2 separate regions of the Sus scrofa genome follow, and region 2 is linked to region 1. The links are chromatin contacts, called in public promoter capture Hi-C maps. All regions are on one chromosome and are shown on one strand. The core of a region is the stretch at or near the end of the contact, and the rest is flanking DNA. Distances in the headings are between cores, read along the strand shown.

Region 1 (7,490 bases), core at 3,428-5,927:
GGTTCCTAGTCGGATTCGTTAACCACTGCGCCACGACGGGAACTCCCCCAACTTTCTTGATTAAAAAAAAGTAAAAAACTGCACCTAGTAGGTAGATGAACTCATATTAAATAGCATATTAAGCAGGAATGGCTTTGTTTTTATTTTCTGGGTATTTATACTCTACCAGTGGGCTGCCCTGATTACACATAAAAACCACTTAGGTAATTAAATGTACATCTATTCTTAGGTCCCACCCCCAGAGAGTCTTGATCATTTGGTGTGAAGCAGGGTTGATGCATCACAATTTTTGAAGCTTCCCAAGTGATTTTAATGTTGTTAGGATCAAGAATCTCTATGCCTAGCCACTAGAATCAAGATATATTTTTCTCCTCTGAATAAAGGATTGTGTGACATTAGATGGACCAATCCCTAGGGAATGTGGGATATATGAATCATAATCAGGCCCTTTAAGTGTCAACCACGGTCTGGGCAGAGAACACCTGTGGAGCTAAGAATTAAAAATGAATGATGCCCTTTGTACTATAATGATAACACATTCTACTCTCTGGGAAGCTATTAAAATATTCCTCTCAAAAATTTTTTTTTCAAGTCTATTTTAAAGTGCGACAAGAGAAAGTAATTTGAAGTACTTGAGAAGGCTCTGTGCACTTAACCTGGCAGAGCTTTCTGAAAAATATTTTGGTAATTTATTTATGTGTGCATCATGCAGTGAAAGAGGGGAGAGTGGGAGTTTGCCCAAGAAAAGAAAGAGAGAAAGGTTTCACATTTGCATTACATCAAGGAAGTTGGACTTGGCCTAACTACCTCTTATTGCACTTTTCATATCTTGAGGTCTGATGCATAAATTTCATAAGAGTCTAGCCTCATTTAAATGATAATTTATGTCCTTAGAATGCCAGTTCCAGTCTTGTTCTTCTGTACACCCCAGAGCTGATCAGAGTGTGGCGATCCCTTTGTTTTCAAAGGAAACTTCATATTCACGTTTTCTCTGCAAGGGTTAGTAGAGGAAGACAAGAAAATAGTCCCATAGAATTTCTGTCAGTGAATGGGAAAAATGTTTCCTCCTATATATATCATGATAGGTAATTGAATTAGTACTCCAGTAGGAAAGGGTTTGCTATTTCATACTCCTGTAGTTTTTTCTTAACACCATGAAATTAAAGACATGCCAGCATGGAGCTACATATTCCTGATCACTTTCAAATAAGCAATGTAGTTTATTATTTCTTTTATGTGCTTTTATAGCACATGCTGTGCAAGATAATTGACTCCATGACAGATGTCTATATTTCAGAGGAAAATTTATTTGCGAAAGAGCAAACATATATTACTAATTTAACATGGGGCTATTCATTATGTGGCCCACAAGGTGCTTTTTATGACTAGTAAATTGAAATTAATATTTTCTCTCATCGTTCTGAATATGCATAAGCAAATTTGACTGTTTGATTTAACCAATTTGAGTCTTATTCTACTATTTGAAGGTAACTTCCTGTTCTCAATAAAAGTTGGGAGCTCTTATATCTTATTTGAAGTGCTGTTTAATGAGAAAGGGTATACTTTTATTTCTTTTCAGGGAAGCCTATGGGCCAGCACATTCCCCAAACTGCCCAGGATAAGTTCTGTCCATTAGATTCATCTTTACAATGAAATGACCACCAGAAAAATTTAAAAATAAGGAGTACAGGAAGGAGTCTCCATGGATCTTCCTTTACTCTGTTATTTGTGCTCAAATGCTACTCTTTTCCAAAACAAACACTAGTAGGCAATAGTATCTGAGACCCCAACAGTTTTGTGTGAGGTGAATTGGCTTGAAGAACTGGCAATGTTAGGTGAAAAAGGCTGCTATGAAGGCACATTTAGAAAAGGGGAGGTTTATAGGAGAATGTCCACCTGCATCTACTTTTAACACTGCCTGAGACCAATTCTGCTGCCTGTAAATAAACTCTCTCAATTCTTCGGAGGCAGGAGGGCTACCAGAATTTTTCCTTGGGGAAAACTAGACTCTTTATCCCTATCAACTAACTGGACGCTTTTCACAATAAGATTCTAGGTTTTTTTTTCCCTTGCACATATTTTTTTAATTAAGTTGATTTACAATGTTGTGCCAATTTATGTTGTACAGCAAAGTGGCCCAGTCATACATGCATATATACACACACATTATTTTTCTCATATTATCTTCTGTCATGTTTTTTTCCCAAGAGATTGGATATAGTTTCCTATGCTATGCAGTATGACCTCATTGCTTACCCATTCTAAATGTAATAGTTTGCGTCTACTAACGCCTAACTCCCAGTCCATCCTATTCCTTCCCCTGCTCCCCCTTGAAAGCCACAAGTCTGTTTTCTATGTCTGTGAGTTTCCGTAAAAGTCCATTATTGATATAAAATTAAAATAACTAATAGATACAGGGCGATTACCATACTCAGAAAGGATTTAAGTTTAATAAGGTTCCATTTCAGAGACGATTTTTTTTCTAGTGAGAAGAGAAACTTTTTATTCAGGCAAGTCTCTTCTAGCCCCTTGAACTTTCAACAGCTTAGCCTTTTTTTGCTCTAGAGGAAATATGGGAAGGAAAGGAGATTTTATAATTAAATTGGAAGTAGTCTTTGTAACAGAAAAACTGGAACACTCAGGACTGGTTTTGTAATGACACTTCAAGAGTGTAGAACCAGCCTCAGGTGGGTGGAGCCCTGAGGCCAGGAGAAAGGAGACTTCTCACCTGCGAAATGGTGGGCGAGTTTGGCTTCACTCATGAATACACATTATGCTTGTGCACTCAGTGGCTGGACTGCACACAGGGTAGGACGTGCTGAGGCTGTAACGTCTGACATCCAGGCTTGGTGGTAGCTTCCTCAGGCACACTGGCTCTCGGTCAGCACAGCTGAGGCTGTAGCCACGCCCACCAAGACATTGAGGGTGTGAGAGAAGTTTGCCATCAAGTACCTTTGGAAGTGTCCCTCATTCTCCTGCATTTTAAGGTAGAAAGGTGGTCACCCACTGAACAAGAAAATTACCTTGACATAAAAATGAACTGAGTTGAACTTAAAAATAACAATCACCAGTCTTAGGACTTCTGTCCCTCACCATTTCCTTCTCTTCTCACCAAAAGTGATTTCTTACTTAAGAGAGGGTCCAACTGCTTGTTTTAGGTAATAGCTCAGGCCAGGAGAGAGAAGTACCTCAGGGGATGCCTAAACAAAATAACTTCCCATCCACTGTAAAGACCCAGCTCTGTTTTCTTATATTTGTCAGCTAACATCACTACAGAATGAATTTCTCATCGCTGGCCAGAGCTTGGCATCATCAGCCTTCTGTGGAATTTAGGTTGGGAAGAGGGGCGGGTCAAGGCATGCGCTAGGTCCTGAAGTGTATCCTTGACTCTCCATCTCTGGCTGAAAATTCTTTATGGGAGGCAGTCCAGATATTCCAATCTATCCAATGCAAGCATCGTTGTTTTCCCTGCAGAGAAATGAATTTTCTTTCTGGTAGTTCCTCTATGGCTGGAGGGCTTTTGCCTCCTTCATTGCAGCCTCTCTCGCTCTTTGTAGGTTCTCATTTTCCTTACTTGCCTTCCACTGGCTTCTACCTCATCTTCTTCAGCATCCCTCCTCTCACGCTACCGACCCCCATCCCCCAAACCAAGGGCTGCAGAAGGAAAAAGCGCCTGGAAAAACCAGAACACTGAGCTGGATATCCTTGCCGGTCGTTTGGTTGGGAGAAGTTGGGGAAAGGAGGATAGGATTTTGGAAGATGCGAAGTGGCTGGTTTGGGGAATGAAAAGTCACGTTGAACACACTCTAGAGGTTACCTGAGGGGAAGTAAAGGCAGTAGCAAACACCTGCCCTTGAATTAAACGCGTATCAGTTTGTGCGTGGGGTCAGTAAAGCACAGCACCAAGCCACTTGAGTATAAACCTTTTCGGCTGGAACTTACCAACTCCGTGGCTCCCTGTTTTGCCCTGCTTTGGGATGAGGTAGAGAGGGAGTTGATTTCTGGGCTCCCTGCCTGCAGTTTAGGGGTGAAGCGCTAAGAGTGTGCGCGTTGAGCGCACTGCGAGCTGAAAAAAGGCCTCGCAAAAGGAACACGTAGAGGTGGGAAGCCAAGCTAGGAAAGGGGGTTTCTGGCGCCAGGCTTGGGGTGAGGGCAGGAAAGCACTTCGAAGCCATGAGCGAGGTGGCCAGAATCCAGCGACTGGGCAGAAAGGAAATTGCACTTTTTCCACAGGTTCAACCCCGGTGCCCCGCTGGCCGGTTCCGCACACTTTCTTTGCGGGAGTCCCCCAACCTGCGGCGGGAACAGGAGGTAGGGGGTCCTTGATTCTCTTGGGAAATATCCTCCTAGCCCCGCGCTGGGCGGAGGGAGAGTCCGACATTTTCCTCGGCCTCTCTCCGGGCAGCCGGCGTGGCCACCTGGCAGGGCTGCTTTTAGGGACTTGGGACTCGGGCGGAGCAAAGGGAGACTTTCAGGCCGGGCCTTGACCCCCTTCCCCCGGCGATAGTTCCAGCTCTCGGCCACTTACTGCCCACACGTGAGTCCAAACACCCAGGACAGCGAATCCCGCAGGGAAACCTCGGGAAGCTGCGCGCGACCGGGAGCTGACTCTGCGGGGACCTCCTTCCCAACCCCCGCGGCCCCCGCGCCCGAGGAGGCAGGGGCGGAGCGGAGGCGCGAGCACGGGGCGGGCTCGGGGGCGGCCGGCAACAGCGGAGCCGCCCCGCGGGGAGGGACTGGGAGCTGAACCCCTTATCCGAGGGCGAACTGCGGACGGGGTTGGGCCCCGCGCGCTCCAGGAGAGAGCCCCCTCCGCCGAGGCCGCCGCGTGCTCGGCCTTTCCCCGCCCAGAGAGCCGGAGCCTACCAACTAACTCCGCCCGCCGCGCCCTCCGCTCCGCCGCCCGCAGGCTCCCGCTTCCGTCCCGGACTGTGCCCGGGGCTGCGCAGGTTAGTACCGCGGCCGCCGTGGCCGCCACCGCTGCCGCAACCCGCGGGCGGTCGAGGCAAGGGTGAGGGTGGGAGCCGGGAAGGGGGCTAAGGAAGTTGGGCTGATGCTGGGCCGGGACGGGGGATCGTGCTGCCTCAGCTCCCTCCGCTTCTCGGCGCCCGAGGCGGTGGTTGATTTCCTCCCGGGAAGCTGGGGTCGCGCGGGCTCCAGAGCCGCGGCCAGGGAGGGTCTCGGGAACTTCTAGTCTATCTTTCTGAGTCCCCCTTGGCACCGCCACAGCCTTGGCTAGTAGTGAGGGGTCAGCCTCCCGTCCTGTCCTCACCTTCGCACTTCTCCTTGCGCCTCATCCTGTGGGTAAAATTCTTCATTCGCCGTTTCTTTTCTCAATTTGGGGAACTCTCCGTACTGTGGAGAAAGGCTCCCCGGTTCCCGCCCTCCCCTGAGACAAGTTTGGGGTGCAAGCTGGGGCCGCTGGGAGGGCAGAAGGGCTGGAGCCAAGTAGCGACCCGAGTTGATTATCAGCGAGTGCCGGGCAGCTATGGAAATTCCCTCTCCTCTTCTCTCGCGTCCTTGCCCAGCTCTGCTCTCCTCCCTGCAGTTTTGCCGGCCCTGTACGCCGGCAAAGGGCGATCGCAGAGGCCAGATGGAAAGTATCCATTACTTAGATACTTGGAAAATGGGAATTTAAGCCTGCTTTCAGCCACCCAACCTTTGTTGGGTGTAGCCTTTGTACCCGATCCTTTTGGACACCTTACGTTCTCATCTGTGAAATGCGGGTCTGCTTTTCCCACCGCTGAGGGTCCTTGTGACGATCCGGTGGGATGATCTCAGTGTATTACTTAATTTTGAGCCATTGTATCTGGTCTCATAAAGGTGCCTGACGGCATGTCCAGTGTTCTAATTCTCTGAGTTGTGGTCCTTCGTGTGAGACATAATTATGTCTCTTTAGATGATTTGGCCAATAGCTTTGTTTGTATTTCTGGATCTGATTATTAATATTCAGAGTTGAAATCGTCTCTTCCTCACCCAACCCGATGTACAAAGCTATGGACCTTTCCTATTTCTGTGGTCACAGGATTTCAAATAGCAAAAGATCGTTATTGGCACAAGTCTTTGGAAATAAGAACTGTGCTTGCTTCAGATATTTGCCAATCTTTACAATCGCTTTTCCATTCTAAGTGCAAATTTACCTTTTTTTTTACATGGCCGTGCCCGCGGCATATGGAGGTTTCCAGGTTAGGGGTGGAATCAGAGCTGCAGCCTCTGGCCTAAGCCGCAGCAGTGCAGGATCCGAGGTCTGTCCGCAACCTACACCACAGCTCAGGCAATGCCAGATCCTTAACCCACTGAGCTAGGCCAGGGATCCAAGGATCCTTAACCCACTGAGCTAGGCCAGGAATCCAACCTGCAACCTCATGGTTACTAGTTGGATTAGTTTCCACTGGGCCACAGCAGGAACTCCAGTGCAAATTTAAATTTGCTTTTAATTTTAACAGTTCAGAAAGTAGAACTGTTTTATTTTAGTAAAATAAGTTCAGACATTTAGCTCAAACTATATGTGCTCTATTTTTTGTAAATTTTCAGTTTACAATCACAGGCACAAGAAGCATTGTTAGCCCCACTCTGTGCACTTTATGAAGAAAGCAAATAAATAGACTAAGAAAGTCAGCTTTAGATTTGAAGTTAAATAGCTATGGCCTGTCATTCATGAATTGCTGATTTAATAGGCAATTCATAAGTTCCTGTATTGTGCAATGCATTGTGCTATGTGCTTTTAAAAGACAGATGTAGAATACATTCCTTGACCTAGAGGGACTTCCAATCTATCTTAGAGAGTAATCTTTTTATTTCATATTTTTATTTATACATCACATATATTCAAATAATTGTATATGGCAAAGTAAAATGGTGTCAAGAATACATTTACTGAAGGCCCTTTAAGGTGATTATTTGGTGAATGTACTTAATAGATTGGAACAAATAACTAGTTATATCGGCGTTTTCTGAACTAAAATTTCACTTCATCAAATGGAAGGCATACTTGAAAAATTAAATTCTGCTTACTTACTTATTTGCTTTTTAGGGCTGAACCTGCAGCATATGGAAGTTCCCAGGCTAGGGGTCAAATCTGAGCTGCAGCTGCTGGCCTACACCACAGCCATAGCAACACCAGATCCGAGTGGAGTCTGTGACCTACACCCGCAGCTCACTGCAATTCCAGATCCATAACCCACTGAGTGAGGCCAGGGATCAAACGTGCATCCTCATGGATCCTAGTGGGGTTACTGTCATAATTAGAACTCCTAAATTCTGTGTTTTTAGAATGAAAGCTCAGAAAATCGTCCATGATGTAGCGATGAAATGTTAAAAGCTGTAGAAATTTCAATTCTAATATCAGTAAGTCAAATTTATGGTGTCAACACAATTTTTTTCTCAACTCCTTGAGAAAGAAATTTTTATTATAATGCCTGGAAAAGATGCAGAGATTGAATGTAATATTTTTAAAAAGATGAAACTTGAACACTTAATGGCCTAGTGAG
Region 2 (7,633 bases), core at 3,346-5,845, 340 kb after region 1:
ATACTCAACAATGGAAGTAAACTATTCCTTTCTGAAATAGCATTTAAAACTTCACATAGACGCTTCTGTCTAGAACAGAGAGAGCTGGAAAGAGTCGCTCCCATACTAACAATGAGAAAAAACTGGGTCAACTCTCCCCAAACTGATCTAAAGAATCAGTACAATGTAATCAGAGACCCGACAAGCTCTTTTGTAGAAACTGACAAGCTGATTCTAAAATTGATATGGAAAACAAAAGGACTCAGCTTAAACAAGCTTGAAAAAAAAGAATATGGTTGAAAAATTTTATATTACCTGGTTCCTTTAAGGCTACCAGGCTATAAGACTGTATAGTACTGTCAAAATGATAACCACTGATCTGTTCAACAGAATAGAGTGTCCAGAAACATGGCCACACAGCAATGGCATTAATTAATTTTTTTGAAAAAGGTGCCAAGGTAATTTAACAGAGAAAGTATATTTACAACAAATGAGGTTGTAGCAACGAAATAAATATCCATATGAAAAAAGATGAATCTCAACTCATACCTTCCATCATATGTAGAAATTAAAATTAATCACAATGGATCACAGGCCTAAATGTAAAACATAATGCTACAGAACTTCTAGAAGACAAGATAAAAGAAAATTTTGTGAGCTTAGGCTAGTAGCTTTGCTACTTCCAGATGGCAAACAGAAAAAATTAAAACTTTTGTTCTCTTAAAGGCAATGTTAAGAAAATAGAGAAGTCAAAGCTGGGAGAAAATATTTATAGCACACATATTAAATAAACTGGACTCAAAATTTATAAAGAACTCTCAAAGCTCAGTAATAAAAAAAAAAATCCAGTTATTAAAATGGGCAAGGAGTTCCCATTGTGGCTCAGTGGTTAAAGAATCTGACTAGGAACATTAGGGTTAATGTAATAAAAAAAAATCCAGTTATTAAAATGGGCAAGGAGTTCCTATCGTGGCTAGTGGTTAATGAATCCGACTAGGAACATAGGGTTGCGGGTTCGATCTCTGGCCTTGCTCAGTGGGTTAAGGATTTGGTGTTGCCCTGGGCTGTGGTGTAGGTCACAGACTCGGCTTGGATCCTACGTTGCTGCTCTGATTGGACCCCTAGCCTGGGAACCTTCATATGCCCCGGGAGTGGCCCTAGAAAAGGCAAAAAGACCAAAAAATAAAAAAATAAAATGGGCAAAAAACGTGGACACTTCATCAAAGAAGATATGGTTGGCAAATAAACACATGAAAAGATGTTCAACACCATTAAAAAGTGAAAAATGCAAATTAAAACCACAGTAAGTTACCACTACAAATCAAAATGGCAAAACAACAACAACAAAAAGAACAATAGAAACAAAACAAAGTGGCAATATTTAGTACTACCAAGCCTTCTGGTAAGAATACAAAATGGTGTTAACATGTTGGAAAATGGCTTTAACGCAAGAGAAATGAAAGTATATTTCCCTACAAAAATCTGTATGTGAATGTTTCTAGAAGGTTTATTCCTAACAGCCAAAACCTGAAAACAATTCATATGTTCATCAACAAGCGAATGGATAAACAAACTGTGGTAGATCTACATTGTGGAATACTACTAAGAAATGATAAGGAACTACACATATATTCAACAATAGGGATGAATCTCAAAGTCATTAAACTAAGTGAAGGCCAGATACAAAAGGCTACAAACATATTGTACGCTACTCATTACATGACATGTGGAAAAGCCAAAACTATAAAGAGAGGAAAAAAAATTTAATTTTTAAAAATAACTGCAAAAGCAATTTTAAAAAATGACTGCAAACATTTAAATAGTACTTTACTATGACGATCCTCACAATATCCTACAGAGCAGGTACTAGTTTTACATCCATCTTAGAGATAAGAAAATGAATGTTCAGAGATTATCCTATTTACTCAAGGCAACACAGTTAGTGAGTGCATGGATTGACATTTAAACTTGGTCTCTCTGTTGCTTCAAATTTCATATTGGTCTTTTTGCCCCTGTATAATAATTTAATTATTTGTCATTCTCAGCTTTCAGAATATTTGGTTCAGGCCTCTGCTAGAAAAGTTACAAACTGATTTTGTAATAAAAAATTTAGATTATAAATGAGGAATGAGAAGGTCTTGTTAATTTTTAATTTTTATACTGTTTCACATAGTATTTGGGACACAGTGGACACTCAACTATTTAAAAATGAATAATTACGTGCACTTTTGATAGGAGTAGTACTGAATTTAAAAAGAGCACACTTTTTGGAGTTCCCGTCGTGGTGCAGTGGTTAACGAATCTGACTAGGAACCATGAGGTTGCAGGTTCGATCCCTGGCCTTGCTCAGTGGGTTAAGGATCCGGTGTTGCCGAGCGCTGTGGTGTAGGTCACAGAAGTGGCTCGGATCCCGCGTTGCTGTGGCTCTGGTGTAGGCCGGCGGCTACAGCTCCAATTAGACCCCTAGCCTGGGAACCTCCATATGCCACGGGAGCGGCCCTAGAAAAGGCAAAAAGACAAAATAAATAAATAAATAAATAAAATAAAAACAGCACACTTTCCAAAGGTCATTATTACTTCACTTCACAAAACATTACTTCACTTGCATGTATATGGTACCACAAGTAGTGCATGTCTAAGAAGCTCTGGATTTTAGGAGTCAGAATTTCTTAGCATGTGACAGTTACCTATGTCTCAGTATCCATGTTTGACAAAGGAAATGATACTTATTCTTCCCTTTTCACAATTATGAGGCTAGATGAGATAATGAATTTGAAAAGTTCTTTGCAAATAATAAAGCAATATTTAATTACTGTTAAAACGTTTGAGTATTATTATCATCTGTATAAAGCTATTCAAAGTAACAGAAAATCTTTCTTGTCTCAAACTCTTTACCTTCGAGAAAAAAAGTTTAAAATCTTGTTCCTTCCATTAACAGCAATTAATGTTTTACAGCAATTTTATTTATGTTTTACTGCTAAAAGCGAAACTCAGAAGAATCAAGAGTTGTGTACTTTATAATGAATGAGCTTATAGTCTAAAGGAGTTCACAAGCTTCTGGTTCTGGCAGTAAAGACAAATGACAAGGATAAATAGGAAAATCGTAAGAAAGAAAAATCAGTTCACAAAAAATATAGCCTTCTAAGTAGAAGGTTAGTTTCCTGCTGATGTTGGGTGTTTACATACAGGAATAACAAATAATGATTAGCTTTTTTTTCTTTTCTTTTCAAAAGTACATTCACTCTTTGGTCCCTAGAAACGACCCAGTGGCATAGTTAATATGAGAAAATGGCTTTAAGCTCTATTATTCAGTCAAGTAAAATATCTTCCTATTCCCAAATATTATTAAACAAAAGTTATCATTTACAAGAGAGAATTAAATAGCTTGAGTTATAAAAATGAAGATTACATTACACTTTTTTGGATATGCTCATATTTTCAAGAATTCTTTAAAAAATAATTACTCGTGTATTAAAATATGTAGGAATAAGAAAAGGCAGTGAAGGTGGCCAATTACAGCTCCTAATTTTGCAAGAGGAAATGTCAGGATCAAATTTGGTTGAGCTTTTAACAGTAAGTCCCTGGTACAATATTAAATGAAATCCATGAATACTTACTGTAAGTGTAAATATAAATAATTTTATCTTGTGTGTGCAATAAAGGCAGTTAAGTACCATTTGAAATAAAATTAAGATTTAACTTGTGTTCCACCAAGGGCAAAACCCATCAAGGCTACCAATTTAAGCCTCTAAAAGGTTATAATAAGCATGTGTTCCAACTTTAAAACTTAAAATCTGTACCATTTCAATAAACATGTTCACTTGGGATCATTAATTTTACTTCTGAATTATTTTAACTCTGAGGGAGGGACGAGCAAAATTTCATGTAACGAAAAATATTGAGAAATCTCATTACACAAGGCACTTCCCTATAATCCACTTCAACGTGCAAATTCGTTTAACAAAAATGCCTTTATCTCCATATGCATATACATGAAGCCAGGTGATAAATGAATTCTCGTTTTTAAAATTCTCTACTTCGGTTCCGAAATGCCTAAAGAAAACCCACAGACAGTAATTTTCCTTTAAAACTACAGGACAAGATTATCCCTTAAATTCGCGTTTCTCCCCGCCACAGTAAACTATAATCTGGGGCAAAAGGGTAACATTTCAGATTAAAGGACGTTCATGATGAAGTAACAGGGACAATGGTTTATTATCAGTCAACTGCAGCACGCAACTTTTGAATTTGCTCAGAGTTTCGGATGTTACTTTAATTGAAGGAGCATTTCCAGAGCGTTTTGGCTACTCGTTAACTAATTCTTAAGGGCAAGGTCCTGCTTAACTCAGCATACGCAAGACGACCAATAAGTAAAACTCGATCACACCTAGTAGGCACCTCCCCAAGCGTGACAACGTCCCTTTTCTACTCTGCTGGCACCAGCACTCAACGCCCCATAAAGGCCCTCCCGTCTCAAGGGCGCCTGCGCAAGCTCCACAAAGTCAGTTAAACCCTTCCTTAAACTAGTTGACGCGAATAGTTTTGAAATTAGTCAAGTCACGCCTCATTTTAAAAATCATCAGCTGTGAACACACCAGAACGACCACTCACCGAAGTGGTCCTAAACGCAAGCGTCAAGATTTAAGCTTCCTCTCGCGACTTATCTGGTGCTGCCGGAAGCGGAACTACCCGTGTGGTTAAGAGAGGGAGTTTTTTATGGGGGGCCTTGGAAGCACGGCCAGAAAGGGTTAGGCGGATCTCTTGGCTCTTGCCGGAAATCGTTCCGCCCGGTGAGGTTTCTGTGTGAGACCCGAGGCAGGCGGGCGGGGAAGAGGCGTGACCAGTATTCGCCAAATGTAAGAGTGCCATGCAGTACGTCTTTGTGGCTCTTCAGCTTCTTTTGAAGAGAGAAGACCTACATTCAGCTAATAGCCGGAGTCTTTTTGACCAACACCTCATTCCTGACTCCAGGATTAAAGGGCAAACCGAGACCTGAATGGGCTTGGTCATCTCCCGCAGTTCGCGTGGCGACCGCAGGAGTGGCAGGTGAGGGCCCCGGGACCGAAGGAGAATCGAGATGCAGAACCTGGTCCTTCGAGGTTTGCGGCCGCTGCTGGGCAGCTGGTTTGTCTCCTGCTGCGCTTGGCGGAGCCTAGACACGCGCTCTTCCTAAGCGCCTGTGCCAGAGCGGCAGGCAGCATGGGCGTGGAAGAGTGGCAGGACAATCTCGAGGGTCTTTTCGCGTTTTAATTTGTCCTCCTCCTGCTTTGCTTCCCATTTCCATTTCGTGGGTTTGAGATTACCGGAGGTTTCATTTTAGCTCGGAGGGAACTGCCGAGTTTCTGGCTAGTACATCAGGCTGTGGTCGCGCTCCACCAAAGTGGGCAATCTCAAGTTTGGGGGCTGCTGTGGGTAGAGATGGCCGTTTTCATTTTCATTCCTCAGAGTCTTTGTTCCTCTGCTTGCTTCTTGTTTCCCTTTACCCCAGTTCAAGAGACCAAAAGCCCCGTCCGTTGCAGCTTTCCAAAGTAAGGAAAGAGGCTGCGGCTTACTGACACCTAATCAATTGGAGAGTGTTGCATCCTCGCGCTCTTCGAGGGAAAGGGAAGAGAGTGGTGACCACTGGATCTCATTTACTAGGTTCTCGACCACTTGCTGGGAGTTTGCACCCTTTGGAGTCCTGTAGATAATGCTAGTTTTGGCTTTAGCGTGCTGAAAGGTTTAACTGTGGAAGTAGGAAGCTTCCTCGCTGACTTTAGCACCTAGCATCCTTGCTCCACACTGGAATATGGTTTTGATTTGTTACTGAAAACTGTTAGTGAAAAAGTTTTTATTTCGGCAGAAAAAAAAATGAGGAAATCTGCTATATTCATTGAGTCTTATGTGTGGCAAGTGATTTACGTTATTTTCTCACGTACTTCTCTCAACAGTTACATGAGGTGTATTAGATTCTTATTCTTATTTTACAGAGATAAGAACTGAGGCTTAGGTCACTTTCCTTGCCCTAGTAAATTTGTGCTATTAGTGAACATTTGAACTTGTGTCAGAAACCACATTTTTCAGACTTCGAAATCTGTATTCTTAACTATTACATTGCCATTGTCCTACCATTATGCTTCATTGTTTCCTGTTCTTCACTTACATTTCCCATGGCTGAAAGTATTCATTAGAAGAATATTTGTTATGCCTACTTAGGTGTCTCATAGCAGACAGACATGATTTCTGTCTTCATGGAGCTTCAGTATTTTGATGCAGAAATAAACAGTTCAGAAATCAAAATACTTAAACTTGCACAGGCTTGTTTAAAGCAAGTGATTAAAGTGATGGTAGAGGCAGGTTTTACAATCAAAGCTTGCTGTTCAAGTTTTAAACTCGTGACTTGCAGGGTAGTTATTGTGAGGGTATTAAACTTAACAGTCGGTGGAACATTTATTTATCACCCAAATAAGTGCTATGCACCAGTTGAGTATTGTGAATATACAGATGAGATCCTTGTTCTCTAAAAGCTCCCATGCAACTACAAATGAATTGTATTGTGGAGCCACTAATTTTCTCAAGTGGAAATGATACTGTGGTTATGCAAGAGCAAATTAAAGTATTTAGAGATGAGATATATTGATGTTTACAACTTCAAATGGTATAGCAAATATGTATATATGCATGTGCATAGAGAGAATGTAAACATGGCAAAATTTAGCAGTTGAGTCTAGTGGGTACAGGGGTGTTTATAGTCAACTATTCTTTCGGTTTCTCTGAATATTTGAAATTTTCATTGTGAAAATTTGGGGAGGAAAACCGTGACTCTGATGGGAACATATTTGTAAAGATAGATTCAAAATTGTTTGGAGCATAGAAGATGGAAGAGGGAGCTGATGTGTTTGGAGGTTGGCAGAGGCACGATGGCTGGCAAAAAAAAAAAAAAAAAAAAAAAAAAATTCACTGAGCACTTTCCAGTTGGTAATTGAAAGAAAAATAGGAACTTTGAAGGAGAGTCGTGGGTACCAGATAGAAAGGCAGTCTCAGTGAGAATGTGCTGCATAATCTTTTGATAAAGGAAAAAAAAATCAATCTGAAGGTTATATGGAACTTGGTATGAGCTTTTTTGCATAAATAATCTATTCTTTGGGGAGGGGAGACTTCACTGGTGGCATGTAGAGGTTCCCAGGCTAGGGGTCTGATTGGAGCTGGCCTACATCACAGGCACAGCAATACCATATCCTAGTGGGTCTGTGACCTATACCATAGCTCACAGCAACGCCAGATCCTTAACCCACTGAGCCAGGCTAGGGATCAAACTTGCATCCTCATGGATATTAGTCAGATTCATTTCCAAGGGAACTCCCGCATAAACAATCTTATAAATGATGTTAGGTTACTTTTGCCTGCCTGGAAAAGACTATTTATGTAGCTATAGTATAATGCCCTAGAACAAAGTCACCAGTTTTAACAATGTTTCCACTGGAAAATGCTTTTAGTATTTCAGGAAAACTGGTTAGGTGTCTGTGTTCTGGGTAAGCAATGGATGCTGATGGGATCATCACAATAGATGAAAAAGTGTCATTTTAAGGATTGGGTAGTTTTGACCATGACCAGTAAAGCTGTGAAAGAGATAGTATCAAGTTGTGTGTTAAGACTGGAAAATAAGTTCTCTAAC

What was found. Promoter capture Hi-C pulls out the DNA fragments that hold promoters and counts their contacts.
Region 2: a contact with region 1 is called in a promoter capture Hi-C map of liver, with 5 times the contacts expected there. The contact joins the promoter of PPIP5K2 here to the promoter of PAM in region 1. A contact is called at or near these places in 2 of 5 promoter capture datasets (fetal liver and liver), 3 of 47 Hi-C or Micro-C datasets (heart right ventricle, liver and skeletal muscle) and 2 of 2 datasets of contacts at active chromatin or transcription factors (alveolar macrophages and skeletal muscle).

Annotation. Positions count from the first base shown.
Region 1 is chr2:108,251,246-108,258,735 of Sscrofa11.1, forward strand. It overlaps PAM (peptidyl-glycine alpha-amidating monooxygenase), which reads left to right and starts at 4,678. Exons shown (of 26, transcript XM_021084557.1): 1 at 4,678-4,949.
Region 2 is chr2:108,592,138-108,599,770 of Sscrofa11.1, forward strand. PPIP5K2 (inositol hexakisphosphate and diphosphoinositol-pentakisphosphate kinase 2) reads left to right here and starts at 4,596. Exons shown (of 30, transcript XM_021084580.1): 1 at 4,596-5,025. It overlaps GIN1 (gypsy retrotransposon integrase-like protein 1), which reads right to left and starts at 6,880. Exons shown (of 8, transcript XM_005654992.3): 1 at 4,591-6,880.